Regions from separate parts of the Mus musculus genome. Here regions 1 and 3 are each linked to region 2. Evidence: chromatin contacts called from public HiChIP or PLAC-seq data. All regions are on one chromosome and are shown on one strand. The core of a region is the stretch at or near the end of the contact, and the rest is flanking DNA. Distances in the headings are between cores, read along the strand shown. Region 1 overlaps Gm5134 (predicted gene 5134). Region 2 overlaps Cabin1 (calcineurin binding protein 1). Region 3 overlaps Specc1l (sperm antigen with calponin homology and coiled-coil domains 1-like).

Region 1 (4,580 bases), core at 1,471-3,970, 350 kb before region 2:
TCATTATTGGGGATTGTTGAGCCAACACAAAATTGCAACCAGGATCCTTTCTGTGGCCCGTTGCCCATTTCTGAGCGACTCCACCCACAGTCCCCCTATTTCCCGGACTCCAGCCATTCTTCCCTCATTCATGATTTACCCTGAGACTCTTCCTCCAGCCTCCTGACAGACTTACGTGGTGATCTGGAATCGGTTCCGTAGCTAAGGAGATGGCCAGTATGATCAGAATGGTGACCAAGAAAAGGCAAAAGCCAAAATAGAGGTAATGGAGGCCGCAGATGAATATAGGACACTGGCGGTCTCTCCCGCAAGTCACCGGGCCATAGAAAAACTCAGCCAGCAGTCGAAAGACACCAATTGTGGTTCCCACAATCAGTCCCCAGAAGGCGCCCTGCCAAAGAAGCCGGACAAGAGTTAGACAAAGATAAAGTATTAGACAAGACAGCATGGCTTCTCCTTCCCTTTGCTGATGAGCTGGGTTCTAAAGTTAAGTGTGTTGAAATGGGGAACATTGATACCTTGCAGACAAGAGTCTAAGCAAGGGAGGAGATGCCAGGCTGTGGTACTGTCCCTTACAGGGGACTTAGGAAGAGTTGGGAATGTTTTTAACTGAGGCATCTCAAACTGTGTCCGAAAGAGCTTCATCTTCCTTTTCCCTACATGGGAGCCCAGCTCCGAAGCTCGGGTCAAACCTAGGAGCCAGCTCCAGCTCATTCCCTTTCTTTGCTCTTCTCCCTCATTCTCCAGTGAATCACATTGGCCCCTGCTTCCAAAATGTGTCCTGAGCCCAGTCCCTTCCCATGGCCCTCGCCTCCTCCATCCTTTCTCATTCAGGGGGCCACATCTTGTTCCTAACTGTCCCCTGGCTCTGCAGGAGCATCGACTAGAGAATGCCAAGCCTCTTCCTGGACCCTCCAGTGACTTCTCAGCACCTGTCACCAGGATCAAGCCTCACTCCTATAGTGTGCTTCACGCCTGCACCATGCTTCACCCCTATGCCATGCCTCACTCCTACACCATGGCTAACCTCACCAAGCTTCACTACTCCCCACTTGGTCACTCATCTCCACCCAGCTGAGCCTGCTTCTGCATCCCAAAGATGCCCACTTCACTTTTGGCATGAGTTCTTGCCCTTGCCCTTCTTCCTGCTTAGAATTGTCCCCACATCTTAGAACTTCTTTGATTCCAGGTCAGTTCCTTCTCCCGCTGAGCTGTGTCCCTGTTTGTCCACCCACATAGCCCACCCTGTAACCTTCATGATCCTTCACAGTCCTTTTAAAATATTTTATCTTTTATTACTTTTAATTATGTTATGTGCCTTTCTTGGTTAGAGTTACCATCGTTATGATGAAACACCACGACTAAAAGCAAATTGGGGAGGAAAAGGCTTATTGGGCTTATATTTCCACATCATAGCCTATCATCAAAGGAAACCAGGACCGGAACTCAAACAAGGCAGGAACCTGGATGCAGGAGCTGATGTAGGCCTTACCCCCTACACCATTTCTCTGCTGCTTACTGGTTTGTTCTCTATGGTTTGCTCAGCCTGATTTCTTATAGAGCGCAGGACCACCAGCTCAGGGATGGCTCCACCCACAATGGGCTGGGCCCTTCCCCATCAATCACTAACTAAGAAAATGCCCAGGCTGGAGAAATGGCTCAGTGGTTAGGAACACTAACTGTTCTTCCAGAGGTCCTGAGTTCAATTCCCAGCATGTGGTCATGGTGGCTCACAACCATCTGGAATTGGATCTGATGCCCTCTTCAGGTGTGCCTGAAGACAGCTCCAGTGTACTCATATACATAAAATAAATAAATCTTTAAAAATAAGAAAAAAGAAAATGCCCTAGATGCTTGCCGACAGCCTGATCTTACAGAGGCATTTTCTCCACCGAGGCTCCCTCCTCTCTGATGACTCTAGCAGCTCCTGTTAGGTTGACATGAAACCAGCCAGGACAGTGCCTGTGTATAGGTTTGCACACATGCATGTCCAGAGGCCTCATGGAGTCCTAAAGCTGGGGGTCACAGACAGTTTTGATATACGCGACGTGAGTGCTGGGAACTGAACTTGGGTCCTCTGCAAAAGCAGGAAATGCTCTTAACAAGTGAACTGATCTCTCCCACCCATCCCACCCCACCCCACCCTGCCTCACAGCCCTTCTTAAATACTCTGTTACCATCACAAAGATTTGTCAGCTCACTTTATGTCATCTCCTTCCCCCAATTAGATTGTCTGACTGCTCTACAAAGGCAGGGACTAGATATTGGCTCAGGCGTCATACCTAGAGATGCTTTCAGGCTGGGGGTGGATGTAAGTCAGGATCCCTACAGAGGGGGAACAAAAGCTTTGCGTCTGGTCAAAGGACCCAAAGGGGTCACTTCCTGAAGGAGATAGGAAGGAAGCAAATGATTACACTGTGCAGAGCTGGGAAGGAGAGAGAGCCTGACAAAATGCTTTAGGTTAACAGAGGCAACCGTGAAAGTGTATACAGTAAGTATATCTGCAACCTTGAGCCAGGGACAGTGGGCGAGCTTTGGGGGTGTCCCAATATCCCAAGTTTTGTTGTCAGCAGAGAGAGGTAGACTTCTGTGACCACCTCCCCTCCAGCCCATCCCTTTCCAAGGAGAACAAAGCTAAGCCACTCTGAGGCCCAGGTTACTCCCCTGACATTTGTGCTGCTAAATTAAGGCTTAGTGAGCTGGGTGGCCTGGCAGCCCTGGCAGGTGGCCTAAGGAACTGAGCAGCTGAGACAGATGGGCCTTAGAGAGAATCTCTGCCAGGTGGAGCAGCCAGAATATATTCCTGGCAAAGCAAGTAGTCCATGAAGGAAGAAGGGTCGAGGGGGTAGGAGACAGTTCAGCAGTTACCGGTTTGGAGCAGCCTGGAACTGTGGGCTGTCCACGGAGAAGGAAGGATCTGACACAAGTGTGTGTGGGGGTTGGGGGGCAGATCACAAATGGCCTTGGGTGTGTGCATGGGATCTTGTGCAAGGCCAGGCTGCTCAATTCTGTCCAGGGTTACAAGAAAGTTTAAGACATAAATCAAAAGAAAGAAAGAAAGAAAGAAAGAAAGAAAGAAACAAAGAAACAAAGAAAGAAAATAAGAAATATAAGACACTCAGGCTAATTATGCCTTTAAAGGAAATCCCAATTCCCGAAAGGCAGTCCAAACATCCAGAAATGTGCTCAATCTAGACTAGAAGAGGATTTCTGGCAGTTATAGAAAAGACTGCATTCCCCAGTTAACTATGAAGCTGGTCCCTCTACCAAAAGGAGTGGAGTCACTAGCAGAATAGATATATGACTACTTGGGGTGCCTATCAGCACATCAAAGCTCACGCTGGCCTCTGGACTCCCTCTGTATCACAAGTCCCTGTTATACACTTCAGAGTCCATGCTAGCATGCTCCTCCTTCTTACCCTAATCGTCTGCTCGATAAAGGCAAGGACTAGATACTGGCTCAGGGGTCGAATCTAGGGACTCTTTTGGGCTGGGGTGGATGTAAGACAGGAGCTTGAATGCAGGAAAATAGTAACACAGGGTATTTGAAGGGATGTGGGCGGGGTGGGGGGTGGTGGTGGAGAGAAAGCGTCACCTGTTAAGAGCATTTGCTGCTTTTGTGGAGGATCTAAATTCAGTTCCCAGCACCCATAGCGGGGATCTCACATCCTATCTCCTGCCTTACCTTAAACCCTCACCAGCCCATGGAGTCCCTCCCTGAACGGACTCATTCTCCTTAATAACCCTGAGATCCCTGCCGTGCCCCTCCCCCACTCTGCTCCTAACTCTCTCACTATACTTTCTTCTCTCTCTGTCTCTGTCTCCCCCTCTTCCCCGCCCCCTCCTCTCCCCCACCCCTCCCTCCTCTCTGCACTGGCGATGTCAAGTCTACTTCTTTCTCTCTCAGTTCTGGACTCTTTCTGATACCTCTGGCTGTTTTCTCTCACGCCTATAGTAAAAGCTTCTCTTCATCAGCTATACCTTGGAGCGGTCATGCCGTCAGTTTATACACGGAGGATTGTTGATAAAATAAACCATCCATTGGGACCTTTGGTTTGGAAGTGGGGAGGGTCTTTTTTTCTCTTTCTTTTTGGTCTGAAGAGGAACTGAAGAGACAGTTCGAATAATCGTCTCAGCCCAGAGACAGTGAAGGAATCTACCACTGTGATTTAATACAAAGTGTGGGCTCTCTCTGTGGACAGAGGCCAATGGAGGGGCAGTTTCCTAGAGGCATCTATGCAGCAGAGGGGTTTTTATCACTTCCACAAGCTTAATGGGGGGGGGCAGCTTCGTCTGGCAGGGACAGAAGTTTTACAAAGGGAAGAAAACAAAGGAGATAAATTCCTTTCCCTCCCTGCACACAACATTGAGTTTAGATCAACCCTACTGGGCAAGAGATCATCTCTCAGGGAAGAGATGATGGCCCCGTGTGAACTCCTGATACACAAGAGACATCGCTAAGGCCGATCTTGTAAAGATATCTACGGCATGAAGACATCCCCTCCCACCATTCCACGTGAACACCCACCTGCTCGTTCACCCTCTTGCAAAAGACAGCCAGCAGAAAGACGGCAGTCATG
Region 2 (5,033 bases), core at 1,405-3,904:
CAGCAGAGCCCCAAAATAGGAAAGTTGGCTTTATCAGTAGTAGAAAGGAAGCCAGTGTAGACCAGGCTGCTATGGAAGGCTCTGGCCTTGGCAGGCTTTGAGGCCCCAGGTAATGTCCAGGACCAGATATGTTCCCACTGGTGGCATGACAAGTTGAAGGCAGAGCCAGGTCAATGGATCTGTGAAGAAACACAGGATGGGATGGAGGTGCACAGGCTGACTCAGTCAGGTGGAAACCCTCATTTCTTCTGAAGATCAAGAGCCACCAGGCAGGGTGGCCAGCATGGCAGGCAGGACGTGTTCTGGAACCTTCCTAGGAGGAAGAAGGCCTCAGTGGGCAAGATGCCGTCCTCTTCACTGCCGCAGCTACTTCTCTGGCTTTGTGGTTGGTGGTGTCTGACTCTGCCCACCCCCAGGCATGCTCCCTGTTGACCGTGGGCTGTGACAGACTCTGACATAACAGCTCACTTTTCCAGCAGAGACTAGTCTTCCACCCTTCCTTCCCTCACCCTGGTTCAGGTCCTGATCAGTGTCCTATGCTCCATAGTTGCGTGGTCACCTGCCCAAACCGGAGCCATCTGTTAAGGTTCGCCTGTCCTCCCAGCCACATTGGGAGCTGCCACCTTCAGCCATGGGACCTTGCCTTTGTCTCCTATTTCATCTGCACAGTGGGACAGTGAGCCTCTATCTGTGCTGCCTGATTGGAGACTGGGTTGGAAGCGCCCCTCTCAGCTCCTTCTGGGGCTCGGTGCCAGGCACCGGGATTTTCAGCAGATGCTCTCCCCAGGTTACCTTGAGGATTGTGCCAGGTTAGGGACCCAGTCACTCACCATTTGTTCCAGAGGAACCTCTGAAGGCCACAGGACAGGGCGGTTGGCAGTTGGGCTCAGGTGAGCATGCACAAAGCTCTGGGTGCCATCCGCAGCTGTCCTAATCACTTCTATCTCCTCACACCACAGGGCTTGGACTCACGGTAGCAGATGAGCTCAAAGTACAGGGGGCAGAGCCAGAGCAACTTTGTGGCTGTTAGTGATCACACAGGCCCACACCGCCGGTTGCCTTGCCCTCTGCTCATCTAGATCCTAGACTAGCAATGGCTGGCATCATGGAGCGTGTCAGGAGTCTCCCACAGCATTCCCAGTGCCGCCTCCCGTTAGCAGGGTAGAAAGGAATGAGGGTTTCCACCTGACTGAGTCAGCCTGTGCGCCTCCATCCCATCCTGCGTTTCTTCACAGATCCATTGACCTGTTCTCCCTTCAGCTTATCATGCCTACAGTGCCATGACACCCACTAAGCTGCCTTCCCTGGGTCCTGACCCAAGGTCATACCCATGTGCCCCACGACCTTGGAGAATCTGAGGACTGGGGTGCCAGGCCCAGTGTTCTGAGTGGGCTGTTCCTAGTTGATGGTCTCCTGTGCAATTGAGTTGAAGTCATTAGCTGCTCTCCTGAGTGGGTGACAGCCTGTCTTTCTTGATGGGACCTCTGCCTGGTTCTGTTGATGTCTTGTCTGAGCGAGCACAGCAGGTAGGCAGCTACACCACTTTTGAACGCTGGCTGGCAGGCTGCCTCCAAGCAAACAGAATCCTACAATTCATATCTTATTTCTGGAGGTTAGCTCTGGGGAAGAGTACCTCCTTCTGTATGTATATTCCACAGTAGCACTCTGACGAATGTGGATAGGGACAGCCCTTAGCAAGAACTTGGTTGGGCCTGGCCAGAAGGCCCGGGCACACCCATCCCCTGACCAGCCTGCCTTCCGACTCAGATCAGCACATGTTTGTGGGGATTTTCCATGATCACCAGAGCTCTCTGGGGTAATATGGGGACCAGTTTGGAACAGCCATGTCTGTAGGGCCCACATCCTGCATCTCTTCAACTAGTCGAACCCTCATGGAAAGAGTGCCTCACCAGTTCCTAGACTGCCCAGCTGTGATAGGCTAGTGCAGCAGAGTGGCTGGGTCTGCTGTTCCTGTTGATGGTACAGCCTGCTTACAGAGGCCCTTGACAGACATATGTGGGGGACTTTAATAGCAAGAAGTTAGAACGTGGGGCTAAGTGAAGACTAAGCCACCTGGGAGCACAGTTGCCTACCCAACAGCCTCCCAAGGAACATATGGGAGGGCCCAGAAGACAGCTGCGGAAAGATCCTGGTGGCTCTGCCTCCCCACCCACGCTGGCCAGTGCAGTGATCTAGCCCTGGCTTATCCTGCCTGCTACATCTACCCATGCAGTCCCAGCCTATGCCCAGCCCCCACCACCTTAATGAAGGAGAGTTCCTTTTTCCTAAAGCTGTCATGTGAAGAAAATAGTTAGGACAGCAAGTAGAAACAGAATGTAGGGGCCACAATGTCAGCTTGGTCCAGGTCCTGAGAGTCCAGGGGAGTCTGAGCCAAGCCCCAAGCCTCCTGGGACAACCCCCACAGTTCTGGTGCCAGGCTTTAAATCTACTCCAGAGAACAGGAATGGGTTCTCCTAATGGCGTCCTGAGTGGCCAGGCTAGCCCTAGTGAGGGGAAGAGGTGCCCTTGCTTCGTGAGTATCTTCCCCTATGTCCACATCTCCGCTGGACACCTCTCAGTACTGTCCTTCCTCAGGATGCTTTTAGGAAGGAAGCCTGGGCTCCACGCGGTCCTGAAGCAGGCCTGTGGGACCCCGTGACCAGCTTTTGTTTTGTTGTTTTGGTTTCTCTTTGTAGCCCTGGCTGTCCTAACTCACTTTGTGGATAGGCTGGCCTCAAACTCAGAGATCTGCCTGCCTCTGCCTCCCAAGTGCTGGGATTAAATGCCACCACCATCTGGCCAGTTTTTTTTTTTTTTTTTTTTTTTGTTTTTCGGGTATTTGGAAAAAGAATTCCCAGCAGTGTTTGCTGTTACAGTTGAAGACCTTGAATAGTAAACAAGTAAGGGGGCACTTTGGCCACCTGAGGCTGCTGCTGCAGGGAAGGAGGAGCCAGCCACCTGACACCCATCCTACCCAGAGTGCACCTTGGTCCACCTCAGGGAAGTCAGCCATGTTGATCCAGATCATCTAGAAGGATGGTACTCTGGAGAAGTTTTGTTGTATTTGGCTTTTTGAGTAGTGTCTCAAGTCCAGGCTGGCCTCCAGCTAGTTACAACCATCCTTATCTCTGCCCCCAACTCAAAGCCAGACATTTGTTCTGCCTGTGTGTCCTAACCCCCACCTCTGCCACTCAGGAAACCCCTGTTAAGCCAGCCAGCCGCATCAGGTGGAGCGCTGCCCTCTGTGGATGGGTACGGCCTTGGGTCCAGGCCCAGAGAAGGCAGTTTGGTTGGTGTATATCTAGATTTCCACCCTGCAAATGGGAGGTGGTGCTAAGAATGCCGCAGGGCAATCCTGAGGTGCTCCACTCTGCCAGCCATTGTTTGTCTATGACCCAGACTTCCAGGCAGTGAAGACAAAAGAGGGAGTGGCTCAGGTCGGGTGAGATCCGGTCTTCTCCAAGTTGGGTGTGGTAGGACATACCTTCCTCCAGAGCTGAAACTGGATAATCTCATGAGTTTATCCTGAGATCCAGAGCAAGAACTCCTCTTTAAATAAAGAGATAGAAAAGAGGAGCCCTCTGGACCACGGAGGCTCAGGTGGAAGAGTCCCATGGCACTCAGGTTCCTGCCTTTCCCCTGCTGAAGGAAGGAGGTGGCTGTCCCTGGCAGGGGCAGGGTGAGAACTGAATGAGTGGGGAGATGGGAGAGAGATCCTCACTGGAAAGGCAGGGACAGCTGTGTCCCTAGTTCCATCCAACCACATGTGACCAGTTCCAAGGCCCTGCCTTGTGCTCAGCAGGAAGATATGGTACCCTTGTGTTCCTTCCTACTTTGGTCTTAGTTGACAGCTTTGGTGGTTTTTACTCTGGTTGTAATCACCATTCCTGTGAGCAGGAGGAGGGATAGGCACCCTCACACATAAGCCCACTCCTGACAGCCATGGCGGTATCTTACCTAAGTCTAAGAGCTGTGTCCCGTGAGCAACTTAGAACACTGTCTCTCTCGCTCTCTAGCCAGTCAGGCCCCTCAAGACTCCTAGCCAGGCAGGCATCCCACAGATTGTCATTCAGGACAGAGGGACATGGCACCACCTCATGAAGACCAAGGAGGGCTCCGATTATGGCCCTGGCTATGTCAGGCCCCACTGTACACACACAGACACAGTCTACTTAAGGTGTGATACATTTCTTGAAACTACCTGCCTGTGCTTTGCTGGTCCTTGGCTCCTGTGGAGATAGAGCGCCGCATTCCCGTCATAGGGTCATAGGTCCTAGGGCATAGTCAGGTCCTGCAAGGCCTGGCACAGAAACGTGGATCCTGGGGAGGGGGAGGGGCTTGCTCCAGGGAATGGGGATGTTCCCTGTCACTGGCCTGTGTCTCCACAGAGGGAGAAGAGGCATCAGGAGTGACGGAGGGCACCAGCATTCTACCCCAAGAACCACGCTACAGTCACCAGATAAAAATGGCTGCCACAGGTCACCTGGCTGAGCAACACTGCTGGCCAGTGGAGGTTGCTTGCCAGACAGGAGCTGAGCCCACCTGCAGCCAAGGTAAGACCAGTTAGGAGCAGCCCCGCACCAGCTCCTGCTAGTAGGCTGCACACAGATGACAGCCATAGGTGGACTGAGGACAGACGGATGTACAGAGCACAGGAGGGAGTGAGGACAATCCTGGCTGGAGTCTGTCCCAGACCATCAGCAGGACCCACAGCCTCATTTCATCCCAGCTCCACAGAAGGGTCCTACTGGGGGGGGGGGGTCTTTCTTAGGCCTGTAGTACTACAGAGCCCAGGGGGCAGTACTGTGTGGGGAGGAGTTTGTGCCCCATCACTGAGGTGTCCCTGTGGGCACTGAGATGGAGCACAGACATTCCCTCCCTTATTCCTTCCAGCCACTCTACCAGCTAGGCCCCTTGAGACCTCTTGGCCAGGTCTCCCACAGACCACTCAAGAGGGAAGGACATGGCGCCAGCTCACAAAGACCAGGCAGGCCCTGGATAAGCTCCCACTCCTTTTAAAGAGATGAGGCTGA
Region 3 (4,586 bases), core at 839-3,338, 390 kb after region 2:
TACTCATGGTATTTTACCAAGCAAATCTAACAAACATCCCTCTGAGGCAGTCATCTGTCCACCTGAGACATGTGCATGACTGAAAGAGGATCTAACATGCATATTTAAAGCTGTCTGCACCTTCAATGATCCTAGGCTCTTACCTGCATGGGAGAAACGGCAGCTGCAGGAGGGGTTTTCATGGGACTTGGACTCAGAGGTGTTCGAGGGATCGCAGCTGCAGCAGCGTTTGGTACTAGGAAAAGAGCAAATGGGAAATTTAAGGATAGACACAGCATGGTACAGGAATGTGTCCTGCACAGGAATTTCTTCAACCAGACGAATGGTTGCTGCTCTAGGCCAGCACTTCACTTCTGCTATTTAATCACAATGTTTGGCTAAAATACTACATAAGGCAATGAACTCTAAGATAGAAAGAAAACGAGAGGACGGGGCAAAGCTCGGTGGAACAGCATTATAGCACGCATGAGGCCCTAGGTTCCAGCCCTAGCATCACTATTTCTATAAGAAACTAAGAGGCAGCAAGGTAGCAAACACCTATAACCTCAGTACTTCAGAGGCAGAGGCAGAGGGATCACAAGTTGAAACTACTCTATCTAGGTCAACCTGGGCCGCGTAGTAGGGCCCTATCTCAATAACCAATATGAATACACAAACACACACACACAAACAGAGACAGAGAGACAGCGAAAGACATATAAACAGAGACAGTATACAGCTTTTATGACAGATTGCAGATATATCTTCAGGGTTCACGCTGGAAGAGCTAGATCATCAAGAGTCTAGCTTGCAGTGTACAGAAGAGGAGCCTGAGGTTACAGAACTTTGATCTGAACTTCATTCCAATTATCCAGGATTTTAGACAAGAAAAACTCTCTCAAAGGCAAAAGATGAGACTAATTCCAAATTTACTGAAATTAATAGTCGAAGGTGCCTTGAACTCTTGTCTTTGACTCTAGAGATGAGGAAAGAGAAGAGAACAAGGAAGCTCATGGGGGAGGCTCAACAGTGAGGAAAAGACGTTAGCTTAGGTTCCTAGGTTTCTGGTCTCAGTAACTGGGTAGAACTCTATTGACAATAGAGATGGGGAACAATGAAGAGAAGAAGCAGAGAATGAGATCTGGTCTGGCATAAGGATGCTCAAGTGTCAGTGTCAACAAGGTACCTGGGTATACAGGATTGAGGAATTCAGAGGAAGGTTGGGAGCTAACGTTATGTATCCAGAAGTCTGCACATAAAGAAGATACAAGAAGTCACAGGAATGAGTATGACCCACCTAGGGAGAAAAGTTACTGGGTGGCCTGGGAAGTAAGGCAAACTGCTGAGACCAGGATTTCTAAACTGAGGTACATTCTGAACGCTGCAGAATGGACCTTAACTCATGATACCATGCGATACTAAGTGATGCTATATGGCACTGTATGATACCATAGTCAACCTGATGAAACTCAGAGCGTACGGCGTACGGTGATATAGAATACCGAACTAGACAAGGAGGATACATCATGTGAGCAGAACCATAAGCCTTGCAATCCACACACACATAATCAAGTTACCTTGAGATGCACTGTCGAAAGACTTGATGAGGGTTTTTACTGTGGGAGTTGGTTCTGAGGAAGTGGAGGACCTTCTACTCAGTCCCATCCCTTGCCTCAAGGCTGCCAAATCTCTTTCAACAGCATTCATGTAGTTATACACCCGGCCACGCTCTTCCTCTTGCCTAAAAACAGGAAAATAAAGAAAGGCATGGCATGTATGAGAAAATGCCCATTTAAAAATTTCTGACTGAAAAGCATTAAAAGTTATTAGGGTTTGGTTTTTGCTTTTGCCTTTTGTTTTTTAGCTTTTTTAATTGTACCAGTTGAACACAATTGCCTGACCTAATATTATTTGCCTGGTAGACAGCAGGAAATGATACTGAAATGTTCCTATCAGGTGATCCTAAGCAAGTTAAATAGCCATCAAATTCCATCTGCATTAAGTGTCAGGTGAGGACAACAGTAATCAATTAGCAGTCAGTCAGGAGGCAGACCGGCCTCAGCCGGACGCAACTGGGAATCTCTGGTTCTGTGCTGCCAGTAAGGCGCAGCCCTTCTCAGGCATGAGGGAATTCACTAGCAGAGATCATCTATGCTGGATCCAGCTAAACACTGCTTCACAGAGACACACAAAGGAGTAAGACCAGAAGTCCCATCTTCCTAAGAAGAGGTAAACTACTGTATCTCCAGAGAATGCCTCCAACGGGCTCGGAAAGCTCATGGAGTCAGTTAAGGCCATAAAACATTTTACTGTCTTAATGAGACACTGTTTGAAAGACAGTAAAAATATTTTATAAAAAAAAAACTTTATTTTCCAAATTCAAAAACTGTTAAGAATAATGTGTCTTATGTTAAAAAAAAAGATTTATTTATTTCATGTATGTAAGTATACTATTACTTTCTTCAAACACACCAGAAGAGGGCATCAGATGCCATTACAGAAGGTTGTGAACCACCATGTGGTTGCTGAGATTTGAACTCAGGACCTCTGGAAGAGCAGTCAGTGCTCTTAACAGCTGAGGCATCTCTCCATCCCCCCCCCTTTTTTTTTTCTTTAAAAGAAACTTTTTTTTCTTACATTCTGTTTTAAAATTTTATTTTATGTGAGTACACTGTAGCTATCTTCAGACACTCCAGAAGAGGGCATAGGAGCCCATTACAGATGGTTGTGAGCCACCATGTGGTTGCTGGGAATTGAACTCAAGATCTACAGTAAAGCAATCGGTGTTCTTAACCGCTAAGCCATCTCTCTAGCCCATTACATTTTGAAAAGAATGCATTTAGCCAGGTGAGGTAGTACATGCCTTTAATCTTAGCACTGTGGAGGCAGAGGTAGAGCTCTGTGAATGCAAGGCCAGCCTGGTCTGTATAGTGAGCTCCAAAACAGCCAGGTTACATACAGAGAGACCCTGTCTCAGGCTCCTTTTAAGACCGACTTTTCGTCATCAGCAAATACCAGCAGCTGTCCCCTTAATGGACAGGACCACATCACTTACTAGGAGAAAGTAGCTCAGACTGAAGCCAGCACGGTGCTCGCCTCAGCCACCTCATACCTGGACACAGGGTTTAAAGCGGAAGTGCCGGCTCACACTTCCACTTATCACATGGAAGGTTAGAAACAGGGCACTCCAGGGCTGGGATCTGGTAAACCTTTCAACAAGGGTATTTTAAGTGAAACCCATGTTTTGTTAGGCAGTTTTGCACTAGAAAAAAAACAAAAAGTTAGCACATGTTATAATGAGCTTGACTTTGATACGAAGGCCCTGGGTCACCAAGTTTACCTTTGTTCTTCACTATCAATGCAAAAATCAGTGCAAACCATCAACTTCCGGTTAGTATTATTATGAAGACTAAGTGCAAGGAGCCTGGGAAAGTTCCATCACTCTGACGACAACAGCACAGTACAAGATGGCTCTCTCATCATTTAATAGTGTGTGGGGCCTGCAGAGGCCAGAAGGGAGCAACATGTTCCCTGGAGCTGGAGTTACAGGTAGTCCTGAGCTGCTGGAACTAAACTCAGATCTTTTGGAAAAGCAGGAAGTACTCTTAACCACTTCCACCTCTCCATCCCAAGATGCTGCGTCTTTTGGTAGGCATCTCCTTGAAACATAAAGACTAGTAAACTTTCAGGATCCCATGGAATGATCCTTCAAGAACAGAGTTTTAGGGCTTAGTGGTAGAGTGATTGGTAGATGTAAGGCCCTAGGTTAATCCCTAGCATGACAGATGGATGGATAGATGGATGGATGGCCAGACAGAACCAACTTCTAAACTCAGGGTAACTATCAAATGAGGCATTTCTGACACATAAACTCATTCCCCAACTCAGATGGAATGTTACTGTGGGAACTCAAAACATATCACAGGTATAATCTCCTGTGGCCATTTTTATGAATTTCCAGTGATCTCTGTGTGGAGGGTACTAATTTGGAGGACTTTGAAAAAAAAAGGAACTTCCTCAAGTGAGTGATGGAAAGAAACTTACACTGTACTGATCGACTGTTTTTCCAAATTGGTAACTTAAGTTTACTGCTGGCTGCTTCATCCCTCTACAAGCATTAGCTCTCTTACTCACGAGAGGACTATAAAGTAGCTCACGGGCCTCCATGTTACAGCTGAGAGAACTGAGGCACGGGGCACGGGGCACAGGGAGATGACCACTGTTAACTGAGAGCACACAGCCACCAAGAGGCAGGGCCAGACAGCCTGCTTCCAGACCTCCAGTCTACAGAGAAATAAGAGGGCTGCACCGTGAGCGAGTGTCAGGACTAAGAGCAGCACCAGGGCCACATTTGTTCCTTACTGAAACACAACCGGTGTCTCAGAACGTACTTGCGTGACTTTATTTCCTCCAATTCTTTTGTGAGTTTCTCATTTTTCTCTTGGGCCTCATGTAGCCGTCGCTTTAGATCACCGATCTCTTCTTGGGCTTCAGACTTGATATCATTGGCAATGACCACTGCAGTCTGGAGATCAGCCTGAAATTGCCGCCATTCTGCAGACTCTTCCTACATTAAAACACTAAACTCTTAGTTCCAAAACAAAGCG

What was found. HiChIP or PLAC-seq counts read pairs in DNA pulled down with a chosen protein or histone mark.
Region 1: an H3K27ac HiChIP or PLAC-seq map of embryonic stem cells shows a contact between it and region 2, with 7 read pairs. The contact joins two enhancer-like sites. A contact is called at or near these places in 5 of 39 promoter capture datasets (3T3-L1-derived adipocytes, the C10 cell line, HPC-7-derived erythroid cells and 2 more) and 1 of 115 datasets of contacts at active chromatin or transcription factors (embryonic stem cells).
Region 3: a contact with region 2 is called in an H3K27ac HiChIP or PLAC-seq map of embryonic stem cells, with 6 read pairs. The contact joins two enhancer-like sites. A contact is called at or near these places in 1 of 39 promoter capture datasets (neutrophils), 1 of 484 Hi-C or Micro-C datasets (the N1E-115 cell line) and 1 of 115 datasets of contacts at active chromatin or transcription factors (embryonic stem cells).

What each region holds. Positions count from the first base shown.
Region 1 is chr10:76,000,506-76,005,085 of GRCm38.p6, reverse strand. Gm5134 (predicted gene 5134) reads right to left here. Exons shown (of 14, transcript NM_198635.3): 11 at 4,529-4,580; 12 at 176-391. Among named protein-coding and RNA genes, the nearest start is that of Mir6409, 6.1 kb to the left of the region's middle. Within about 2 kb of position 2,720, at least 13 of the 459 cell types and tissues checked have an H3K27ac peak or open chromatin away from gene starts, as enhancers often do. A contact at or near this core is called in embryonic stem cells, where this site is marked.
Region 2 is chr10:75,647,577-75,652,609 of GRCm38.p6, reverse strand. Cabin1 (calcineurin binding protein 1) reads left to right here. Exons shown (of 37, transcript NM_172549.3): 35 at 4,389-4,553. Among named protein-coding and RNA genes, the nearest start is that of Susd2, 6.1 kb to the right of the region's middle. Within about 2 kb of position 2,654, at least 26 of the 459 cell types and tissues checked have an H3K27ac peak or open chromatin away from gene starts, as enhancers often do. A contact at or near this core is called in embryonic stem cells, where this site is marked.
Region 3 is chr10:75,258,928-75,263,513 of GRCm38.p6, reverse strand. It overlaps Specc1l (sperm antigen with calponin homology and coiled-coil domains 1-like), which reads right to left. Exons shown (of 16, transcript NM_153406.3): 7 at 4,371-4,546; 8 at 1,557-1,720; 9 at 144-235. Among named protein-coding and RNA genes, the nearest start is that of Specc1l, 49 kb to the right of the region's middle. Within about 2 kb of position 2,088, at least 5 of the 459 cell types and tissues checked have an H3K27ac peak or open chromatin away from gene starts, as enhancers often do. A contact at or near this core is called in embryonic stem cells, where this site is marked.